Linked DNA regions of Danio rerio: region 1 is linked to region 2. The links are chromatin contacts, called in public Micro-C maps. All regions are on one chromosome and are shown on one strand. The core of a region is the stretch at or near the end of the contact, and the rest is flanking DNA. Distances in the headings are between cores, read along the strand shown. Region 1 holds the start of znf280d (zinc finger protein 280D). Region 2 holds the start of LOC141375136 (a long non-coding RNA gene).

What was found. A called contact is a pair of places that touch in the nucleus more often than the background predicts.
Region 1: a contact with region 2 is called in a Micro-C map of caudal fin, with 10 times the contacts expected there. The contact joins the promoter of znf280d here to the enhancer-like site in region 2. A contact is called at or near these places in 1 of 18 Hi-C or Micro-C datasets (caudal fin) and 1 of 4 datasets of contacts at active chromatin or transcription factors (embryo).

The regions. Positions count from the first base shown.
Region 1 is chr7:54,315,901-54,322,938 of GRCz12tu, forward strand. It overlaps znf280d (zinc finger protein 280D), which reads left to right and starts at 1,932. Exons shown (of 18, transcript XM_679451.9): 1 at 1,932-2,040; 2 at 5,346-5,511; 3 at 5,590-5,816. The coding sequence starts at 5,346.
Region 2 is chr7:54,010,801-54,018,419 of GRCz12tu, forward strand. LOC141375136 (a long non-coding RNA gene) reads right to left here and starts at 6,585. Exons shown (of 4, transcript XR_012382687.1): 1 at 6,535-6,585; 2 at 6,404-6,448; 3 at 1,738-1,788. Within about 2 kb of position 1,796, at least 5 of the 62 cell types and tissues checked have an H3K27ac peak or open chromatin away from gene starts, as enhancers often do. A contact at or near this core is called in caudal fin, where this site is marked.

The DNA.
Region 1 (7,038 bases), core at 682-3,181, 310 kb after region 2:
TGTTCATGTTTTATTGGTCTGCAATAAATAGTAATAATAATAATTGAAAATATAACACATACACATAGGTTTATTTTCCCAGAGATGGGTTGCAGCTGGAAAAGCATCCGCTGCATAAAACATATGCTGGATAAGTTGGTGGTTCATTTCGCTGTGGCAACCCAAATAAATAAACAAAAGTTTATTTTAAATGTAACTATTATGACTTGCTATTATCATTATTGGTATTACCATTTTCAGCAATGTATAATATAGAATTGAATCTAATATAAATAATATTAAATAATAATATAAAATTTCTACAAATTCTACAAAAAACATGATTTTATATCATACATAATTCTCAGGTAACAAGCTGTTGTATATGTCACTTTTAAGATGCCAGTATGCTCATACTTTAGTGTACCTTTTTTTTTCATTCAACTTTTGTCTATTCCTGGATTCCTGGAAGACTGCAGCTCTGCAGAGTTAAGTTCCAGCCCAGCTTCAACACACTTACCTGTAGGTTTAAACAAGCATAAAGCACACAATTAGTTTGATAAGGTGTGTTTAATGAGGGTTGGAACTAAACTGTGGAGAGCTTCTGTTTATCAGTTTGTTGCATACTGATTTTTATTAACATACTTTCTATTTCATTCATTCATTCATTTTCTTGTCGGTTTAGTCCCTTTATTAATCCGGGGTCGCCACAGCAGAATGAACCATCAACTTATCGAGCAAATCTTTACGCAACCCCTTCCAGCCGCAACCCATCTCTGGGAAACATCCACACACACACACACACACACACACACACACACACACACACACTACAGACAAATTAGGTCGCTGTCTTTGGACTGTGGGGGAAACCGGAGCACCCGGAAGAAACCCATGCAAACTCCACACAAAAATGCCAACTTAGCTGAGGTTCGAACCAGTGACCTTCTTGCTGTGAGGCGACAACACTACCTACTCCGCCACTGCGTCACCTAGACTTTCTTTTTGTGTAGCCTATTTTAGAAGGCCCATAATACTGCTGTATATATGTGCAAAACAAAGATTAAATCACTGTAAGTAAAATAGAAAAATAGAAAATACTTTTATCATAAAATTAAGCAGTATAACAAGCAGCATTTTATACAAGTTCAATGAATAATACAGTGCATGTTTTTTTTAAATAACTTTACAATTAATTAGTATAGCTGTTTATGTGCTCCACTAGCTCACAATTCAATCAAAATAATGATATCCAGGATATTTAGTGACGTTCAAGAGACAGAAATAGAACACCACAGACCAAATGCTATGCAGAACATAGTCTTATGTCACTAAATCAAAATCGCGTACAAATGTACACTACAAGCCATCCTGAAAAAAGTCATAAAAATCATTTCCCAACTTTCTGAATGTAGCTATCATGGTGATGACTTTCATTATTTATAAAGGACATTTATATTCATCACAATACTCATAGTGCCACCTGTTGGTCAAAACAAACAGATTCAATACAAGATTTCTAAATCTTCTACCTGCAAATGTTACATTTATATAAGTGAATTAGCCTAGATATTAACTTGTACATAAGTTCGTTCATCTCTTATATAAACATATTTAGTACTTGTCCATGATATTTTTCTAATGCCATTTTAAAGTTATAAAATGTTTTAGAGTAACATAAAACAGTTTACATAATCTATTACATGTAAATTAGATGTATATATTTTTTAATTGCACCACTATGCATGTATTAATATCTAAAGCTTTACTAACTAAGAGTCCATGATGTAAAGAGCGTATGTTTTGGCCTGGTTCTCATTGTCTGACATGTAATATTGTTTATAATACGTTTCGTTTCTTCTCTGCACATAACTTCATGTTCTGTATTTTAATATTGGTATGTCTAAACTGGGGGGAAAGGGTATTAATTCAGACTCGAAGAGCTTTTTGGTCCCTCAACAAAGCCCCTCGAATTTCCCATGAGCCTCCGCGGTTCATGCTGCTGTAAGCGTGTCTGAATCAACACTGATGTTGTTTGTAAATAATACGAGATTTTAAAAGGTAAGGTCGAATTGTGTAAATCTGTTAATCTGTGATGTTTGTCTATTTGTTTCTATATACAAAGATAATAAGTGTTTCCTTTGCGGTTTCTGCGGTGTGTCGTTTCCTGCAGCGGCTAGCTATTTTTCTTGCTTTTTAGCGCGTTAGCATCCACACAGAGCCGACCAGCTTGCTAATGCTTTCCCAAATAACGCCCTTAGAAGAAAACATGTGTGTAAATGTAACTAATTTCTTAACACCTGTGCTCTTCTTCTTTCTTAATTCTTTGTTGATTTCACGTTTTAAATTGGAGACAATGGTGAGAACCTGAATTAGCATCTTAGCCGGTCTATGTCCGCAGTAACAGTCGATTGTATACTCAAGCCTGCAAGAGATGTATTATAGGTTCCACATCACTATAGCTGGCGTTTTAAACTTAACGTGACTTAGTTTTGCATAACAATATTTTGCATATACATATTAGGCGCAGCTGTTACTGCACTCTCAAACATTAGCATCCCAACAAACACATTTACGTTATAGCGATGTCTGCACAACGTTGTATTTTTTCAAAGACAATTTGCCGCTTACGTGCTTGCTACATTGTCACAACATAGAAATGTAAGAAGTGAGAAGGCTGTAGCAACGTTGTCGTGCGACATTCAGCAACCGCGAGACGGCGTTTTTACTACTTGTATTAATATTTTTGTGGCAGTTTATCAATACTGCCTAGAATACAGGATAAGCAGTAATTCTTTTCCAATATTGCTTAATATTAAATATTGTTCAGTTATTTTTTAATTTAACAACTGCATGTATAAACTTTGAAGTATAAAAATGCCACACAAATGAATATAATCAAACTTTTTATTATATATTTCACAACATTTAATACATACAGTACACATCTAATCTAAGCAAACAGTATAAAATAAAGTTTAGATTTTATTCTCTCTCTCTCTCTCTCTCTCTCTCTCTCTTTATATATATATATATATATATATATATATATATATATATATATATATATAAACACATATATATATATATATATATATATATATATATATATATATATATATATATATATATAAACATATATATATATATATATATATATATATATATATATATACACACACACACACACACACACACACACACACACACATTTAAACAAAAGGGTAAGCAAACAAAAAAAGTAAACAAAAAATCATTAAAATGTAAATAAATAAATATATAAATTAAAATGCTGACACTGGGGAAGGATGGAGAATACAGCAGACCGGGGGGTGCAGCTGAAGCCAGGCGTAGTTGTTGGTATGGAGAAAGCAGTCAGAGGAAGAAACGAATCCAACAGAGAATCCAGCTTCAGAGATCCACAGCAGACACAAGTCAAAATAGGCAGTGAACAAGAGAGGACAGATGACAGATCAGAGCTTGACACAACAGGACTACACTGGAAATGACTACTGACTAGCAAGTTTATATTGAAGCTTCAGACATTTATTGTAATTTTATTATATATGAAATCTCCAGTGAGTAATTATGGAGCCTACTTCATTTAAATTTTTTAATAATATATCATATACTAAAATGACATACAAATAAATAAATTTAGAGATACAGGGAAAACAGGTTTGAGTTAACAGAAGTCAGAGTTAGTCTCCGAATACTTACTTACATTATGAGAAGAGAAAGAAGAGGTCCTGTAGTTGTGGCGTTGCTCGCTGTAAAATGGAATGTTAAACTTAGTGTCATTTCAATAACAGCTGTACAAAATAACAAAGTACTTTTTCATAAGCATGGTCTATTTTCCACATTATGGACATACTGTGTTTTAGATAACATAACTGCATTTAATATGATAGTAAATATAGTAGAGTGGTATACTCTTTACATCATCTAATTCTTCTTTCCATAGATCAGGAATTACAGCAACACAGTTCTGAGGTGAATTCAACAACTGAAAACATTCTGAAAGACATGTTACATAAATAATTTGAAAACAACAGTGGGTGGGTAAACAATAGAGTTTTATGCAACTTGCGCATAATTAAAAAGAAATTATCAATGGAAGATAACCTCTATGTGAAAATAGCCTGTTGAGCAAAGAAAAAAAGTGGATTTTAAATTCCAACATCAAAAGACCAATCAAAATAAATAACGATTTAGACTAGCAGATCTTTTTATTAATAATAGTAACTAGGCATTTTAACATTATTTTATATACTTTAACTTATGGGGATAGATCACCCAAAACTGACAATTCTGTCATTTAGCCTCATCCTTTACTTGTTCCAAACGCATTTACCTTTTTTTTTCTCTGCTGAACAATAAAGAAGATATATTGAATAAGCTGGAAACCTGTTAACTATTGAATTCCATTGTGTTTTTCCTACTATGAAAGCAAATGCTTACAGATTATTCAGATTATTTCTTTAAAAGACTGTCTTTAGTGTTCAACGGAATAAAGAAACTTAAAGATTTGGAATCACTTATTTTATGGGTGAATAATTTGAGTACATGTTTATTTTTGAGTGAACTTTAACGGGATGCAGTCTGCACAGAGGTGTTTTGTATTAAAAGTCAGTTTGTGTGTTTTGTAAAAAGTGCGTCGGCTGGGATCGTGTGATGCAGTATCCATAACTGACTCATCACGATCGATATGGAAAAAAACTGAACTTCAAAAACATTTTTGTCCATTCGAGTAAAGACAAGGGGCAGGTAAATTATCAGGAAATGTTTTATTGAAAGATTTAACAATGTCTTTAATGTTGTCGCCGTCCGCGAACGGAGTGCTGAAATGTTACTCGCTCGTAATAACTTAATTACGGCTTTTTTGTATGTGTAATGTTGGAACAGATTGTTGTCGAAATCGTAGGTTTGTTTGAATATTCACAATTTGCATATCTTAAGAAGAAATAAAGCAATACTCGTGTCTCCTCTGTGGTTGATGAATGAGGCGACAGCTTGTTGAAATTTAAACTGATTCAGCTGTGACCAGTAAATGTTGTACAGTGGTCGTCCACGCCACCTAAGCATAACCTAAAGCATGCGGCCCTCATGATTTGTAAATGGCAACATTATGACATCATTGTGACAACCTTTAGCAACAACGTAGATTCCTCAACCTTTTTGCAAGGTTGGTACAACGTTGTAGGAAGGTCGCTACGTTGAAGCAAAAAACGTGTGTTTTTTGGGATGCCTTTGTTTAGGATTATTTATTCTAGTGGGTTTAAACCCAGGCTTTGATGTGATTTGTGGGTATTGGGTGTGTTTACCGAAATGACGACATTGCACTAATGCCTTTTGTTTACTCTTAGATGTCTGAGTTGTTTATGGAGTGTGAAGAGGAGGAGTTGGAGCCATGGCAGAAAGCAATACCTGAAATAAATCTTATCGATCTGGATGATGATGATGAGGATGATGATGAACCAATATTCGTTGGTGAAATCTGCAGCTCCAAGCCTGCAGCCCAAAAAAAATCAGGTATTGCGCGTTTTTGGGACTCAGTAACTTCTTTTCCTGTCATGTACTTGTGATGATTTTGTTTCTCGTGATCCTCAGTAGCCGCTAACCAACAGAACCAGCGAAATGTCCCAGTTCAGAAACCTGCAACGGTGACTACAGTGCAAAATACACCGCAAGCCCCGCTGAACCCTCCTAGGGTGGCTGCAGGTCCTACAATCATGGTCAGAAGCACAGCTCCATCAGGAGGAAACCCTATCCTCATCCCTCTCAACACAACTCTAGGACCACAAACAGCCCCACAACCCATTATTATTAACAATCAGGTAACCTCATATCAAACTTGTTTACTTCTGATTTGTGATTTTGGGGTCAAATGCAAAGCACAGAAGTTTGTGTGCTAATTTTCATCAGCTGAGGTAAACGTTTCTAAAATCAACACAAGTTAAAAAAAAAAAACAACCATACTGCAATACACGGGTGTCAAACTCAGCTCTGCAGAGTTTAGCTTTAACCCTGATTAAACACACCTGATCAAACTAACTGTGGCTGCATAGAAAATCGCCTACTACACCATAGGCACTGCATTTGAACTTGAATTTACTACTCAACATTTAGCAAAATATGTTCTATACATTATGAATGTGAGTCAGATGTTCTACATCCACCATTTTGTCATGATCACATGTCCTACCCACTTCAGTTGTGTCACTTCACTCCTAACAATGAATTCGCTTGCAGTGCATAATGGGATTGCACAGTGTGCATCAGATGCACTTCAGAATCTTACTACTCTCGCATACTGCTTTTCGAATTCTATGAATTCAGAATTACTACTCTGCTCGCATACTATTTTTAGCAAACTATAGCTGCGTCCTAAATCGTGTACTTATGCACTATTCTACGCCATTTTGTAATATAAATAGTGTAAGTAGTGCGTTCACACTGAAAACTCTAGAAATAATAAGTGCACTTTAATTACCCGGATGATGCACTCATTCAGCCGGTAAAATGAAGTGTGTAATGATGGACACTTCACGCACTAAACGACCGCAGGTTTGCTCACGTAGTGGAAGGGGCGGAGCTTTCGAGCGCACATGTTGAATAACTTTTATTTATTTTGGATGGTGAAAGCAAAATTCTCCTACGAGAGTGATTATGTCGCTTCCCGATAGTGAATGCGGTTATACTCATGGCTGCTATTATTTGATGTTTTGGTTGTTTATTTCACAGATTTGGCTACTGTCAAACGTCATCAGAGAAACGGTTTGAATTTCCGCTTAGTAAAAAAATATTAGTCTTCCATTTGGGACGACACTACATACATGTACTATGCTGTTGAGTGTTTAAGTGCATAAGTACATAGTGCATGAGTGCATACAGGGTTCAACGTTAAGGATTTTTTTCTACTGGCCCAATCGGACCAGTGGTTCAGATTTTTACTTGCCCTGCCAATATTTTCACTGGCGCCACCAAAAAAAAAGTTAATAGCTATTTCTTAGCCACAAATAAAAAAAAAATTGTCAAAATGTTTGTAAATATAGAATT
Region 2 (7,619 bases), core at 546-3,045:
CTAGAATGCTGAGGTATTTTTGCAAAAATAAACCTCAACCACTGACTCTTCACAGTTTCATCTTTGGGTAGACACTTTCAATAATATCCAGCTAAGCACAGTGTGACTTCATTCGACCGGTGGCGTCTGTGTGTGTGTCTAGCCTTTTTTTTCTGTGTTAGTGGGTGGGGCCGCAGGTGTCTCCCAGGTTTGCGCGAGCAACTACTTGGCGGGGCTTGTGTTTCGTAGCCGCGTCATCGGAAAACACCTAATGACTCGTTATTAAGACGACTCCTATGAAGCACTATGAGTTGACTCTTTTATAGATGAATCAACAGTTTTAAACACAGTACACTTACAGATTTAAGCCTTAGCTGGATATTTCACTTTACTTAGAGCTGTGTTACAAGCTACATGGAAGGTCATTTTCAAAAATCCATAATAATGGCTCTTTAATCTTCTCAACCTAATATTTCAGCAATAATAATTACAACCCAGACTTATTCTAAAAACATACCACTGTACATTTCTGGAGATCGTGAAATATGTCCCAGGAGGTACGTTTTTGTTTTTGTGAATCCACCAGAGGCCACTTTGTATGCTGTTTGAGATCTCAAATTTCTCACGCGAGTGATATTCGTGCCTGCTGTTCTCGCGTAAATACACCAGAGGCCGCTGTGTACACTGTTTCAGATCTCAAATTTCTCTCGCGAGTGATATTCGTGCCTGCTGTTCTCGCGTAAATACACCAGAGGCCGCTGTGTACACTGTTTCAGATCTCAAATTTCTCTCGCGAGTGATATTCGCACCTGCTGTTTTCACGTAAAGCCACCTGGGGCCACTGTCGACTGACTGCCTGACTGATCCACCCTCCTCTTTCCCTAAACCCAACCAATAGTGTTTTCAAAAGCACCGATTGACCTGCTCACTTACTTCCCTAAAGCCAACCAACAATGTTTTGAAAAGCAATCCAGAAAAAGAGCCATTCTTAACCAGACTTGAACCCTTTCATCGTGGTCAGCTCTTCTTTGTGTCTCAAGTCCGCAGAAACTGGTAACAGCAGAAAAAGCCATCTATACGGTGAGCAGTCAGCTGGTAAGCACGAAAACATATCGCCCCGTAGCGTTAATTTTAAACACTTATGCAGCCATATGTACTTCTGGCAACATAATTCACGATTTCCAAAAATGTATATAGGGCTAAGTTTTCAGAATGAGCCTGTGTTGAATTAATATGTTTTGTGTTACTATAATAACTTGTCAGCTGATGTCATCAGTATAAACAGCTTTTAGACCATAACAAGCTTTAATATTCTCAGGCTTGTAAACAGTGCTTGTGCAGGTACTGTACTAAAGAACCCAACCTGCATAAAATTGAATGGCCTAATACAGTAACTAGCCTGCATCAATTATTCAGATGAGATATTGACTGTTTGAGAGGATAACACACACACTACAGCTTTTTCCTGGCTGTGGAGCGTTTTCACATTAATGCTAAAACAGGATGTTGCAGTTTCTCCCACAATCTGACCTGATGACAAATTTACACCGCTGCTTTGTCGTTCTCACTATGTGACATATTATTTCAGTTAAAATTCAGGATTTATTGTGACACAACATAACTGATAAACACAGTAACGTCCATCCAGCTCACCGCACCATTAGTGTATGCCTGACTGCTCCCACAAGAAAAATAGAAAGTATGCTATGGATACTATATGTACCTGTCTCATTATTTACGTATTGTCACCTTGCTTACCTGGTCTTACTAGATGGGCTGGATTCCCTGAGGAGTGCATCAGACGCGTTTCTACATCAGACGAGATGAAGAGTGACAACAGGAAACAAAGAAAGAGAATGCAATTACAATGTGTTCTTATGGAGAGGTTATAAAAGGAAGAACAACTATGTTATTACAGAATTACTGATTCTTTTATGGAACATTGTGTTGTTTGTTATAAATGATTTGTTTTTATGTACTCAAAAAAACTCATTTCATGTGCACTCACAGCCAGTTGCTAACAGACACAATGATTTTTCTGTGTATCAAAAACTCCTTTCCTAATTTTTGTTCTCTAAAATCACTGAGTATGCCGTGGACTTTAGCAAAAGATTCAAAGTAGGTCGGCACACTGCCACTTTAGCTCTCAAAAAATTTTATTAGTCAAAATTACAAAAACACTACGTTTCTACCGACATGGTCTTCATCAGGTGATGAAGACCATGTCGGTCGAAACGTAGTGTTTTTGTAATTTTGACTAATAAAATTTTTTGAGAGCTAAAGTGGCAGTGTGCCGACCTACTTTGAATCTTTTGCCACTTATGTTTGTTTTTTGATCGTGCACCTGCCTTCAAGTTTTTTCTAGATGTGCGCACATTTCTGTTTTATGCCGTGGACTTTCTCAAAATCTGTGCCAGAGATAACATTTTTATTACTTTTCTGACTTCAATCCATCCACATGTCATCATGTCCATCCACAAAATATACTATAGTAATTTATAGTAAACACAGTAGTGTTCTGGAACCAAACTTTATTAAAGCATTTGAATTAATATGCTTTGGTATTTCTACAGTTGCTATGGTCATATTACAACTGTAGTAATAAAAACAAATTGCTCAATACTTTCTACAATTATAGGGTGTGTTATCTAACAATACACCACAGGTTACTGCAGTTAAAACTAAAGTGTGCTACAGTTTTTATTGCAGTTTATCAGTTCACTATAGTAAATTCACTTAATTCAAGAAATGTAAATACCATAATATTTAAAATGCATCTTATTATGTACAAAAACACTAGTATTTACTGTAAACTACCATGGTCTTTTTCATGTGGGCATTTGGCAATGTGATTTATAAAAAGAGACCACTGATTACAATGGCACGGTGGCACAGTGGTTAGCATTGTCGCCCCACAGCAACAAGGTCGCTGGTTTGAGTGCCAACCAGGTCAGTTGGCATTTCTGTTTGGAGTTTGCATGTTCTCCTCGTGTTAGCGAGCACACCTTTCCCCCACAGTCCAAAGATATGTACTATAGATGAATTGAATAAACTAAATTGGCTATAGTGTGTGTTTGAATGTTAGAGTGCATGGGTGTTTCCCAGAACTGGGTTGCAGCTGGAAGAGCATATGCCTTGTAAAACATGTGCTGGATAAGTTGACGGTTCATTCTGCTGTGGTGACCCTTGATGAATAAAGGGACTAAGCTAAAGGAAAATGAATGAATGAATGAATGAATTTCACATTTAACACAAACAATAGAACATTTTAGTTATAGTTATTTCTCAATAATTTTAGTATTGCTTTGCATTGGATGGCTCTATTCAGAGCCTTCATCATGAAACTAAATATATGATGTATACAAAGTAAGTACCCTTATGCCACGTGTTGTAGAAGATAAAACGATTGTTGTGTCTAAAGTCTCATTGTTTTAACAAATGACCACAATTCGAATACAAAAAAAATCAGGCTTATATGTTGTATGAACCCAACAGTCACAATAACACAGCTCACTTAACCCCTTCAGACTGGAATTATGTTCCTAGTTTCTGAAAAATGTAATAAAATGTAAAAAGTATGTCACAGTTCTTGAGGCTCCTGTAAATGAGAACAAATTATTATAATAAAAATTCAACAACCTTTAAGTACAGTATATATATTTTTTGTCCATTTCAATGGACATCAGGTCAGAAGAGTTGTACTTCCCGAACAATATACCAACATAAGATACAAAAACACATACATGATTGCTAGTATAATCTTAAAATGTATTTTTAAATTCACAACCCTAATATTGTAACATTTTTACTTTAATTTTGAGGGTTTTGTTGTATAGATTGCACCTTGTTTATAACAAACATTATCTTTGTCTTCCTCATCACTCCACATAATGTCCACATCGGAGATATTTCCATCTGCTCAGAACTTCAAGATCTGTATATTATGCATATGAAATTGTTTTAGCAATAAATTAGTACATGGATTTAATTTTTTTATGTAAAAAAGTTCAATCAGTATTACTGGAGATTTCATTTCAGTAGCAGATCTTGAACCCATTGTGCATCCTAATGGACAGACATATTTGAAAAAAGCCTGATCTAAAGCTTGCAATGTTACAAAAGATGTTAAACTTTAATGAATAAGTACTGTACAAATCCTTATTTTTTTACATACAATCTATGAATTGTTGGCAAATATATCAATCAATCTGAAAAAAAAAAACATTGTGAATGTGGCTGGAGTAAAGTGATGCCATACATCTTTTCACTAAAGTATATTTTTTTTCAAATTACAACATGCCGAGCCTTACCACTTTATTCATATTCTTTTCAGTTTAGTCACTTTATTAATCTGGGGTCGCCACAGTGGAATTAACCGTCAATTTATCCAGCATTTGTTTTACGCAGCGGATGCCCTTCCAGCTGCAACCCATCACTGGGAAACATCTATACACACTCATACACTACAGACTATTTATTTGCCCAATTCACCAAGTGCATGTCTGGAATTGTGGGGAAAACCAGAACACACGAAGGAAACCCACGCGATCATAGGGAGAACATGCAAACTCCACACAGAAATGTCAACTAACCCAGCCAAGGCTCGAATCAGCAACCTTCTAGCTGAGGGGAATGTGCTACCCACTGCACCACCGTGCAGCCGCCTTACCTCTTGGAACCAGAAAAAACATGGGCTGACATGTGATGTCCATTGTAATTGACACAGGGTCCAAATGCATGCTCATACATACCTTTTGTATACCAAAAACAACACATAATGCTTAAAAAAAAAATGGCAAAGCGCTTTGCCTAATTGTAGTGCTTCCAGATTTTCTTCTGCTCTGTGAACAGCACATGGCTTAATCAGCTGTGTTTTCAAAGCTGAACAGTTATGCAATGTTTTGGCATTATTCACTTTTAAATCCACATGCATTAAAGAAAGAAGTCAATCTTAAATCTCAGAAGGCACCTTGTGAGCATAATGACCTACAGGTGCTGTAAACAATGTGCATTGTTTAGCAAGCACTACTGCTGTCTTGGAATAATGGTGTTGGTGTTTTTCATCATGAATCATACATGAGCTTCACCTGCGGTAAACAGGTGAGTAATTACTGGAGATTGACTGTTTAACAACATCTTCCTCTGTGATGATGTCCACACACAAGACAAAGACAGAGCTCTCAGAACTGGTTGTTTGACATTTATAAGTAATGTTCTGGAACAAGTTGTCTGTGGTGTTCGAGGTAGTGTTCGAGGTAAACACCCACTTGTGCATTCAGTCACAGCAGATGTTTTCTGAATCAGCCTACACAATGTGAGTTTGACATATGTTTCAAGAATAAGTTAGGGGAGCAGTGTTTTTTTTTAAAGAAATGGATCAAGTCTGTTCTTCAGAGCATTCTATTCCTCAAATCTTGAGGTAATAGTGAGGTAATAGGTAGATAGTAAGCAGGACAACTGTTGTTTGTTTGTTTATTAATCAAGTCAGCATATTGATCTCTTCAGGATCTTGTGAAACTAATGACTGGAGAAAATAAATTATATATATATATATATAACAGATCACTTTTTGGAGCCAAAAATAGTGCTTACATTGCATCTGTGCAAAACCTTCTTTTATTAATAGAATATTAATTCAATTTAATTTATTCATTAATTCATTTTTTTTTTCGGCTTAGCCAACTTATCCAGCATATATTTTACGCAGCGGATGCCCTTCCAGCTGCAACCCATCACTGGGAAACATCCACACTCATACACTACAGACAATTTAGCCAGAGAAAACCCGTGCAAATGCAGGGAGAACATGCAAACTCTAAATACAAACGCCAACTGACCCAGCCGAGGCTTGAACCAGCAACCTTCTTGTTGTGAGGCAACAGCACTACTGCGCCACTGCGTCAGAACAATTTTTAGTGCTAAATAAAATCCTTTCATAATGTTCCATAACGAACCATTGAATGTGCTATAAAAAAACCTTAATTTGATATCATGATCATAATTATTAGTATTATTATTGGTAAAACAATTTGGGTTGCATTAATCCAATGCTGTGTAAAATGGACAAACCCAATCATTGGTTTAAAAAGTGTCATTTATATTTAATTGAAATTTTAAAAAATAAATAAATAAAAATTATACAGACCGAACCGCATGTATCAGATAGGTCATTTTAGTCATTTTTTCACTGATGTGATCTTACATTAAAATGACCAAATTTGTACAACAGTTAGTGTATCTTTTCAATTTTGTTAGGTACAAAATATACATGTGTAAAAGCCAGCAAAACCAGACATTATGCAATACAGTTAAAAAAAAAAAAAAAACAAGTGAAGTCATGGAATGGGTTATATGTTTTGTAACTTTTTAAATAACCCAAGCATCAACTCAGTTAGAGTTGGTTGGTTGGATCTCTGTTACTTACCTAATTAAAAGAGGAATCCTCAACTGAACCGCTGCTTCTGTTAAACTAAAAATAGAAAGAAAGAAAATGACATTGGTATGAAAAGTTACATTCTGGTGAGTTATAGACATTTAAGATAAAAATAAATTTACCCTTTGAGAGTCTGTGTAGTTGTCGACGCGTGAGAAACCCAGTAACGAGCTGCAGGTGCTTTGTCAGTAACAAATTTGAAAAACAAAATGGCGGGAAATAAAGATACTTAAATCTAAAGAATCATTTACGCATAATAAGGGTTCTTCACGACAATACAGTTTTAAATAGAAATATTGATACAAAGAATCTTTAAAAAGCATAAGTGTTGCCTATTGGATACTTAAAAGTAGATCAAGGCAATTAAAATAGTTTTGGCATTTAGATTAAAAATTATCAAATAATTTAATAGGAACGATGCGATCACGTGTTATAAGAAAACAAAGAAAGAGTAAGCTGAGATGGAAAACCACTAAGAAACACTATAAAAAGCCCTGTCCGGTTTACTTTCTCTTTGAAACACAATAAACATCGTCCTAGAGGATGAGTATGAGTTTGAAACACAAATTGAGCTGTGCTGTCCTCATGACGTTTTGTTCACACTCAGATCAGTGGAGCTGGCCCTATAGAGCCTTTCTGTTAAGGGCCACTGCACACTTTTAGGTTTCATTAGTCTGCTTGTCATAAATTTTCACTCCCGCTAGGGACAGGACATGTCCCTGATGACTGTTCAATCAAGCTTTACTAATCCTGATTATCTCTAGTCTGTTTATTAGTGATGTTTGCAAAGGAAAGCATTCAAGTGCAATTGGCCCGTCTGAACAATACTCTAATCCAGTGTTTCTCAACAGGGGGTCAGGGGGCCCAGATGGGCTTTCGAACTTTATTCTAAAATGTATTCCTAAGATGTATACTGTTATACCTTCAAAAAGCCCCAGATGACTTAAAATCGTTTGTTTAAAAAAACAAAAAGTTCTAAAAACAAAGTCAAAGATTTAAATTCAAATAATTATGTTTGCACCGAAAATTGTGCTTGATATAACATTCATTCATTCATTTTCTTTTTGGATTAGTCCTTTTATTAATCAGGAGTCGCCACAGTGGAATGAACCGCCAATTTATCCGGCACGTTTTATGCAGCAGATGCCCTTCCGGCTGCAACCCATCCCACTGGGAAGCTTCTAACATATATAATATAATATATCAA